Regions from separate parts of the Gossypium raimondii genome. Here region 2 is linked to region 1. The links are chromatin contacts, called in public Hi-C maps. All regions are on one chromosome and are shown on one strand. Each heading gives the region's core, a stretch centred on a gene start, on an enhancer-like site or on the middle of the called end of the contact. The rest is flanking DNA. Distances are from core to core; before and after follow the strand shown.

Region 1 (5,302 bases), core at 1,686-4,185:
TTTGGTTATGCTGCAATAGGAGGTGTGGTACGAGACAGAGATGGAAATTGGATTTTGGGATTCAGTCGCTATTTAGGTGTCTGTTCACCGTTTGAGGCTGAAGTTTGGAGTATCCTAGATGGGATCCTTTTGTTACTTAATATAGGTTACAGAAGGACCATAATTCAAACTGATAGCCTTGAAGTAGTCCAAGCCTTGACTGATATGGAAATGGAGGAGTTAGGGATTACTGTGCTTAGAAGGACTCAACGTATCATGAAATCGAAAGGACAATGGAGGATCATTCACATACCAAGAGAACATAACTTGGTGGCAGATCGACTTGCTAAACTTAGTTTGAATTGGAAATCAGCCTTGCAAGTCTTTGATGAAGCACCCAAGGAAATCTTAGATTTTTTACAAAAAGATAAAGCCAATGGTGCTTCTATGTAATTGATGTAATTCATATTTTCTTTTCACCAAAAAAAAAAAACTTTTGGTTATTAAAATTAATAAACTTTTATTATAAATATAATCTAATTAGTAAATATGTTTTTGAATTATACAAATATATTATTTAATAGATTAAAAACACGTAAAATCATGTACAATACATGTGACATTGGAACTAGTATAGTTTTAAATAAAAGGCACATATTAATAACATTTCAAATTGAATTTATAATTTTCAAATATAATAAGAGTTAATTACATTCATTTATTAAAGTAGAGCAAAAGTAATTATAAAATTATAAAAAATAGATTATTAACAATTTTAATTTTAGAACAAATTAATTTAACATTATGTATAAAATATAACTTATAAAATTTATTAATAACATTATTTAAATCATTAAAATTAAAATTAATATTCAAAACATGATGATTTTTTGTATTTTTAATATTAAATATTTTAAAATTAAATAACATTAATATAACCAATTTTAATTAGTTAAATATTTTGTAATTCCATTACTTTCTAAATTCATTAATGATTTTAAACAAAAACTAATGTTATAAAAAAGGGTAAAGTACACCCCAGTGTTGGAGATTAGACAAGAAAGTTGTTTAGATTTTGGTTCGCAGATTCTTAACACTCAAAGTTGTTTCATGAAAAAAAAATTGAAAAGTAAAAGAGAAAATAAAGAAGAGCTTTTGATTGGTGCAGGTGATGCGAATAGAGAAAATCATACAAAAACAATTTTAATAGCCTAGTGATGTAAATGAAAATTTTCAAATAGTTTGGTGATCATTTTGTAACATTTTGAAGTTAAATGACCAAAACATAAACTTATTAATAGTTTAGTGACATTGGATGTAATTTACCAATAGAAACTACACAAATATACAAAATTCAGAGTTATCCATATCTTGTATCATATTCACGGGAATTTCGGCTTCGGTAGTTGCTATACAAAGAAAAGGAAAGAAAGGAGATGGAGTGGAGGGCCTACGGCTGGGCGTCGAGAGAAGAAAAGGTTTTCTTGTTTGTGAGCGGATTTTCAAAATAAACTTTGCAAATGATTTCGTTTTTTGGTAATAAAAGGGAAGAGTTGAGATAATTGAATTTCTAGAGTTTGAGGCTGGTGCCTTCCACACGGCTTGGCTTTGTACCTGGACTAGCCACGCTAAGGCGGACAAAGTGTTGATTTTGTTGCTCTCGTAGCAAAACGATAATGGCCGTGAATAACGATGATACCAGAATGCAATATGCATGACCGATCCATTCACGTTGAAAGTTAAAAGAGAGAGAAAATGATGGTGGCATTTCTTTTTTCTACAGCATGTGCTGCTTCTTCAAAAAGTTTTAAGTGAAAGTCATGCAAGACACGCTTCCCCAGTGGGCAGTGGACTTTATCATTTGCCTTTCCGTTCAAACTTGGATCTGTGGGGGGGGGGGGGGGGGAATCAATCGTTTTGACTTTTGTTGAATGCCTATCTTCCCTGTCTCGGAGAGAAGAGAAGCAAATTTCTTTCCTTTTTCCGTCCTGAAATTGCATTGCTTTGCACCACTCAAGTATAATAATGGAACAGATAGATCAAATCACAAATATAAAATTGGAAACTGTAAAAAATTTAATTCAAATTATAGTTACAAAATTATAATAGAAAAACTACAGATTTGATATGAGACCAAGTCCTGCTCTAGGCCTACCATAAGCATGAGTTGTGAGTGTGGCGGAAATGATTGTTCTTGAGACGAATATATCTCCTCTTGCGCCCGCGACACAAGAAGGCAAATCGGAGTCTGGACAAGACCAACCTTTTGAGTTTACAGGCAGACCGTAGCCTAAGCCACATGACCCTCTTAACCCCCACCAAGGATCTCTTGATTCTCTCAGTCAGGGTCCTCTTCCTGCAGAACTGGTAGCTCCTCAGGAACAGCTGTCTCTTCTCCATCATCACCATCATGTTCTTGTGCTCCATATACCCATATGAGATGCCGCTAACTGATGATATAACATGATCATTATCACCACTTAGTAGAGCCATTTAACCCAGACCAAAGCTACTAGAGCTAGCTGTAGAGCAGAGCCAGAATCCGGCTCAAAACAAAGATGAGAAACAAAGCATACGCATTGAGGTTCGACGGAAGGTAGATAGAATATTGAATTCGCGGTAAGGTCTGCTCTGGTGGGTATTTAAAATGTGCAGAAATTTGCTCGCTTGCTTTGAATTTGGTTAAGCCTGGGAGAGCAGAGCGCCACCGCAGGAGCCAGCCAACTGTCAAATATCTGTCGACAAGGGCAGGCACTGACCCAACTTTTTTTTTTTATTATTCTTCTTTGCTTTCTTCGCTTAAATACTGCAGCCGACGTTTACGGTCTGTTTCTGAGGGGAGTTCGTGTCTTATTGAGGTAATCTCATACGATCCAGGCCGCCTAGGTCTAGACTAATATCTTATAAGCACCCTATAAACAGTTCAAAGATAGATTCAGATCCACTTTTTGTCTTAGATGCGTGCGAAGCAAACGGATTATCAAATACGTGTTTGGAAACTGTAAAATAATTGTGAAGAAGTCTAAATTTTAGTATACTATTTACAATTGGATTTTAATTTCACAAACATTTTTTTTTTCAGAATATAATTAAATCTTTAAATTTTAAAAATTATATATATACTAAAACTATCAGCTTTCTAGTTTGAGCGAGTAATTCTGGTCCTCAACAAATCTAATAATAATTAATTAAACATGCCACACACGTGAAATTATAAATAATTATTACGAAATTTAATTATTAATTGACTTTCTAAACACATAATAAAAGTTGAATTTCTTTAAAATTTAAGGTTAAAAGGCAAAATTACCATTATGTTATAGGTAAATATTAAAATTAGTTACTATACTTTATTTCCATTGATATTTGTCATTATATTTTGAAACTATGAATAAATTAGTCTTTCAACTTTTATATAATTGAATTTTACCACTGAGCTTTGAATTTTATTAAAATTTGTCACCAATTTTGACTTTTAAAATTAAATTTTACCACTTTAAAAATATAATTTAATAAAAAATTCTTGCAAATATTTTATTTTAATGGCTAACGCTAATTTAACTTATAAATATTTAAAATTAGTAAACTAAATTAGAATTTCTATTTAATGAAATAAAACTTGAAAAATAAAAATAGGTATATGGTAAAAGAAAAAAAACATAAATTTTTATTTAATTTTAATATTATATATTAAAGTAAAATATAAATTTTTATTAAACTTTGTCTTAAAATTATTTTAAATTAAAATGAGTAGTAAAATTTAACATTGGAAAAATTCAATAAAACAAAAGTAAAATTACAAAATTCAATGTAGAGGTAATTTTAAAATTTGGTAAATTTGGTCGAACAGGGTTAGTTAAAATCTAAGGCATCTAAATTGAAGATGATTCATGAATATTTATTAAAACAAGAGGTTGATGAAAAAGTGGGGAAGACCTAATACATTTTGTAGTTAATCTGAATTGCATTGCAAGTTTAACCAAAAGCAAACATGGCCTGACCCGCCAGGATATAGTTATTCTACATCTTACCACCATTGGCCTTAACTTGCGCAGCAAGATAATTGCTACTAAACAATTTGTTCTCAACTGTGTAACCAAAACCAGAAGAAAAGGAAAATCTAAACTAAACTTTAATCACTCCACAATGAAAAAAATTGGATTTGATTGAAATTTGAAGAATGATTTTTCAAAAATAAAAATAAAAATATATATAAATAAATGAGGTGTATTTCATTGCTTTCACGACCAATGTTTGAACAAATGAAATAAAGGTTGAAAATGGAGGAACTTAAAATTTAATAATCCCTTAGTTCAAGTCTATATTAAAGAAGGTTTTTTAAAAAAAAACAAATATTCATTGAATCTTTATTTTATTTTCATATATTTCAAATTCATGCATAGTTTACGAATCAATCCCACAATTTTATTTTATTTTGATAAACAAGAAGCTGATAATTTTTATTTGATTACTTGTGTTTATCCATTTTAATTTTATTTGATTATATTAGTCAAATTATTATTTATCTAAAATTTATATTTTAAATTAATTACTATTACTACTTATTTCTCGACCTTTCCATTATAAAATGATAGCTATCAAATATGTTTTAGTATTTTTATTTTTCTAGACCTTTCAGTTAACAAATCTATTTTTTTTTTACAAAGAAAAACAATTGTATTTGTGGGATGTACCTCACATTTATTGCACTCTTTTGCGGGCACTTAGAAAGACGATCAACGAGCAACTCAAGAAGGAAAAAAAACAAGCCAGACATCACGACAAGAAGAGTCGAGACGACGCGATGAAACCCCAAGATGAATGTGGCATCGACGTCGTGATGAGTAGAGCATGGATGTCACAATGTGACAACGTTTTCCCAACTTATGCAGCTATGTTTTGACAGTTCAACATGACTTTTTTTTCCTAGTTAAACTCTGATTACTCTAGGAATATTTTAGTCATATTAGGACTTTAATATTAGCCTATTTAGAGGGTCTCTGTAACCCTGTTTTAGTGAGTTCATAGAATATCTCTTATGTGAGATTTGATGAAGAGTTTTGAGGAGAGTTTTTGAGAGAGCTTTGTATTCGAGTTTTGGGTTTTGCTTTTTTACGTTTATTTTCTCCATATTGTACTCTCGTTTGTTTACTCATTTAGTGAAAAGTCGAAGCCTCCTTTACTCTTGGTTTTTATCCTCTTCGAAGGGGTTTTTCACATAAAATTTATGTTCAATCTTTTCTACCTTTTCTATTTCGTTATTTATACGGGTCTATCCCTAAAAAATTGGTATCAAATCTTGGTTCGAATTCCGCAATCGACT
Region 2 (5,302 bases), core at 1,464-3,963, 140 kb after region 1:
AAGATGAGAACAAAGAGTTCTCTAAATTTACAGAACACCATACTAGTACATTTGTATGTCCAGCGATTTCGTGACAACAATAAATAGCAGCAATTTCTAGAATATTAACCAAGTGAAACCAAACCCGAACAAAAGCCCCAGGTTCAGCCTTAACTCATGATAACAAGACTTAAAGTTGTTCAACTTTACCATTTGGCTTGACCCAAAATTGTTATTCTTGCTACAGCAGAAATATTAGCTGGAATAGTCAGAACAACATAGCAAGCAAGCGCACAATTAGAAGCCTATGATGCATCAAATTATACTCTTGAAGAGAATCTTTATATGAGAATAGAAACTCACACGTGTATCAACAACCTTGAAACTTTAATATAATATCTCTGCCTCCAGAGTCTATGATATGGCCCTCAGCATGTGCTCCTCAACAATTTCAGTACCAAGTAACTCAGATGGTTTCTGAATTATAGAGACAGTGTAGGAGAGTAACATACAAAGACAAAGACAATTTAATTCATCTTACTGTCTTGAGAAAGCAAATCAAACTAGCACATTCAATTAGGACATTATTAAAGCACATTGCAGGTTCTGATACCATTTACACAAAAATCATGTCATACATTCCATTTTTAAACCCTTTTTTTTTTTTTTTTTTTTGAAAACAACAAAAGGAAGCTATTATGATCATACACAAATTCTAATAAAATATGTTTGTCAGGATTTTCTTAACATGCTTGCATATGTATGTCGATGCATATTTCAGAATATTGAGATCCATAAATTTTAGGTATGAAGTTATACACAAAATGCTGTTTGTACGCAGCATCAAAACATTGCATATATGTTGATGACTGTTTCTCAAATCTCAAACATCGGAGGTAATTATGATTTTGATGAAACAAAAAAAAAAAAAAATCTTCAACTAGAATCATTGGAATCACCTAGAATCCACTACAGTATACCGAGATTACCACTTAAGAAAAAAGCAGGCAAGATTATGAAAATGAACAGCATAACTGCCTTGTATCAGCTAACCATGAAGACATATCGACAAGTGAAATCATTATTCTAACTTATCAGAATTCATTAAACAAGGAACTATGGAAATATAAAGGATATTAACACAATTAGCTAGGGAATAAAACCTAAACCATCATTAGATTTGTTGCAAGGGCTAAATTTTTCAAGAAAATAAAATTACATAGGCTTATAAGAACTAGGGAATTAAGATAATATAAAGCTCAGACATAAAAACACTTTCTCAAGAAATGGAAATGACCATACTTCAATAATGTGTAAGAACAACATTTTCAAAGACAAGAATAAGGACAAAAGTACGTCAAATGCAAGGAAACCACATAAAAGTTACTAGAAATTCATAGGACACAGCCAAATAAGTAATAGGAAGAATTTTAATAAAATCAAGTTGACATGAACATGAAGCTTAGCCTAGATGGTTCATACTTTGTATTCAATGGGTTTGGGATTCAAATCCCAGAATCTGCATCCCCTTCCTAGGCTACGAGCTCTTTTGTACCATAAAAAGAAAAAAAAATTTCAAAAGTTAACACCAACTTACATAGTACCTCTCTTATTTATATGATAGTATAGAAAAAAGTAATTATGTTAATTTATGCTACTCTGGACTCTTTTTTTTATTTTTCAAGAAAGTAGCTGTGTATGACCACAAATTAGTTAATCAATATCATCTTCCAAATATATGGAAAAACTTGAATTTTTAATATACATGTCCTAGATAGATACGGTACTAAGAATAGCCCTAAGTCTGGTAAAAGTGATGCTTACCAGCATTTCTAAAAATAAGAAAAGAAATTGCTTGTATAAGTGCAACTTAAACAAAAGAAAACAGAAAATTGAGATCATTAAAGTAAAAGAATACCATTTTATTTTTGTATATATGCAATCAAATACTTGTGTTTATGTCTTAGAATTGAGCTATTCTATTTTTCACTTATAATCAAATATGTACTCGTACTAATTAAGCAAACCCTTCAAGAAATAAAAATTAAGCCGTCCCTAGCCTCTGAAGGAAAAGAAACGAAAAGCAAGAAAAGATTAAAGTTTTAAGTAGAATAAACCTGAGAAATGGAGAGGGAACCCTTAGGATCAAAAGCGGTGCAATCACGGGGGATCTCGAACAAGGACAAGGAGAACTGCTTATCAACGACGCCGACATCGAAGTTGATCAAACCGGAGGTTGGATCATCGACGCGAATGTTAATGACAGGAAACCATAAGAAGAGTTCCTGTTGGGAGACACCAGACAAATTAGCGATCTTGCCGAAAGACAAGACACCGGAGATGTTGAAATCGTAATGGAGCTGGATCTCGAATTCGGAGTTGCAGGGATGGGTTAGGTTGACGTGGAAACGGTTGGTGTTGGGGTCAATTGAGAAATCAGAAATCCCCTTAGGGAGGAGACCTATAGGGAGGCCGTTGTGTTTCAAGTGGTCGTATATTGAAGAAGGGGGTGAGTGTGCAGTGAGAAAGAAAGTCAGAAAAAGTGCGGGAAAGAGAGAGAGAAATGGAATTCTCATGTTTAGGCTTTAATTTCTCTCTACTTTTTTCCCAAAATGAAACAACTTCCTCTCTTCGATTGATTTTAAGGTTGGAGAACGCAGAAAGAAAAACGGGAACCAGAACAGGGAACGGTTATTTTCTAAGGGTTTGGATTTGTCCTCCACTTTCCTCTACACGCGCTTAATACGTCTCTTTTATTTTATTAATAAATAATAAAATATATGACTGGAAATTAATTAATAATATTAAAATGAAATTTTAAATTAAATTGTGAGTAAACACATAAATATATTACAAAATCAAATGAGATGTCGAGTTAATTTGTGATACGAACTCAATCAATATTATTAATTTAATGGAGTTAAAATAAAAACGTATAAAAAAATATTAAAATGAAGCTTTAGTTGAGTGGTAAATTTAAAGTTCTATTAATCTAATTAATATGAGTTGAAATTCCACCGTTTTATAACTTATTTTAATTACACGCGACTTATCTTTAATATTGAAATTAAACGTGACTGTTAATCTCATTTGTGATGATAATGCAAGTTTCTAATGCTTAACTTCACCTCCGCCTCACTCAAGCATATATTCAAGGAGGAAAATCAGGTTAGCTCGCTTAGGGAGCAATTTTCCAGTAGGAATCTTTTGTTTATAATTAAAATAAAACATTTTGAAGTTAAGAAAAATATACCAACAATAAAATTTAAACTTCAACCATCAAGCAACTTTATCATTTCAACTAAAGTCTCTTTGTTATGTTATATGAACTTTTGGAATAAAATATGTTTTTCACCCGCATCGGGTTTTATGTATCTATACTATATATTAAGGGTTGATTGAGTTGTTGTCACCCTTCAACCGAGTTCTAACTCAATTAGGAAATTACCAAAATCTCATTTATTTTACAAACTAACAAATATATTTATATCTTATTATATTTTGATAAATTTAGAAAATGCTTACACATAATGAGAATACTCCATTTGATTTTTGAATTTTTTTTCATTTTCATTTTATTTTCAGAAAGTAGTTTTCATTTTCCATTTTTTAAACTACAAAATTGGTTTCAATAATGAAAATGTTTGGTAAATATTTTCTACAATGAAAAATAAAATAAATAATTTTTACATTCATATGGGTTTGAAATAGGGTACCAAAATTAATATTTGAAAAATCATTAGGAAAAAAAGAGTATTCTTATGTTTATATGAGTTTAAATTAGGGTCAATTCATTTAAAGTTAAAACTTTTGTCTTCATCATTTCACTTTTACAAAGCATTCTTAGTGGAAACAATGAAAACAACTTTTATTGTTTTTTTTTACATATTTTATTTTTATTTTTAAAATAATTTTAAAATTTTCAACAAAAACACGTTTTATTCAATATTTTCATTTTTAAGAACAAAAATTTGGTTTTGAGAAACAAATATCGCTTTTTTTTCTATTTTCTTACAAAATGGGAAATAATGAAGAAAATATATTTGGTTAAAATTTTAAAAAGATTTTGAAAATGAAAATAAAAATATGTGAAAATTAGAGAATAAAAACATATTTTCATTGTTTTCGATAAAATGTTTTAGGAAAACGAAAAAAAGTTAAAACAAAGGATTCTAAGCTTCATTTTATGCATTAAAATTATCCGAGTTTGTCCTTTTAAAACTAACTTTTTATTTTGTAACCTTTAAACCTTTTTTATTTAATTACGTTTTAGTTTTCCATATTTCTGTTATTTTTATTAATATTTATAATTATTTTATATCTTAAAAAACCTATTAGATATTTCATATACTTTTTAGAATTTTTAATAATTATTAATGTATTTTAATTTTTATAATTTTATACTCGAATGAATATGTACGAATAGCTGTCTAATTTTAATTAATTTTTACATTTTTAATATTTTGATTACTTATAAAATCAATTTTCATATAATGTGCGTTATTTTTATTTTTATTATTTCAATTTTTTACACTCATCTTAAAGAAATCTAAACACATTATTGTCCAGGTTTAATTATTTGCCCAAATTCAATCAAAATGTGTACATCTTTTTTTATTCAATTTTATATATACGTAAAGCCAATTAAAATTTCAAAATTTTTTACTGGCCTTCTTGTTATTTCTTTTATTTGAATTTGATTTTAGTTTAATTCTATATTTTAATTTCCTATTCGACTAATCATATTCATTTTCAATCATTTTGTGTTCGAACTCAATTTGTTCCTTTGTTTGAATAACATTTTATTTGAACAAGGAAAGTAAAAAGCATGAAGTATCCCGTACTTCCTGTAAAAACATCTAATTTTGTTATTCCTAATTTAGGAAATCTAAGCAAAGAAAATCAAAAATATTTTTAACGATGCAAAATTTTGTTGAAAAGATTATAATGGTAAAAACTCATTCAAACCAATCTTTTCCGCAAAAATAGTTAAAAATCATTTACTTTTCTTAAACAATATTTTAATTACTCCAACAAGATCATCACGCATCCAAACACCTAGGATATTAGTTATAGTGAAAAGACTATTTACTATAGCTGTAAGACTAGGAGTATATAATACTGCCCATTTAATGAATCCAAACTACATTACCAGGAAGAAAAATCCCACCAACTCAACCTGCTTGCCTGCCTGTCCTTCCTACCTTTTACTCTCCTACTCGACAGTCTTATTTCAAGGTTCAATCACGAACAGAGGCTGTAAAGATGTCAAAAAAAGAACGTCCGAGAAACAGAAAACCAAAACAAAAGGGAAAAAAACAAT

What was found. Hi-C and Micro-C count contacts between places; a contact is called where the count stands out from the background.
Region 2: a Hi-C map of leaf shows a contact between it and region 1, with 2.3 times the contacts expected there. The contact joins the promoter of LOC105782708 here to the promoter of LOC105781118 in region 1. A contact is called at or near these places in 2 of 2 Hi-C or Micro-C datasets (both in leaf).

The regions. Positions count from the first base shown.
Region 1 is chr13:35,608,097-35,613,398 of ASM2569854v1, forward strand. It overlaps LOC105781118, which reads right to left and starts at 2,936. Exons shown (of 1, transcript XM_012605694.2): 1 at 2,033-2,936. The coding sequence starts at 2,472. The coding sequence ends at 2,131.
Region 2 is chr13:35,747,238-35,752,539 of ASM2569854v1, forward strand. It overlaps LOC105782708, which reads right to left and starts at 2,714. Exons shown (of 3, transcript XR_001129893.2): 1 at 2,097-2,714; 2 at 343-456; 3 at 1-238. It overlaps LOC105782707 (biotin carboxyl carrier protein of acetyl-CoA carboxylase, chloroplastic), which reads right to left. Exons shown (of 7, transcript XM_012607629.2): 7 at 4,953-5,236. The coding sequence ends at 5,213.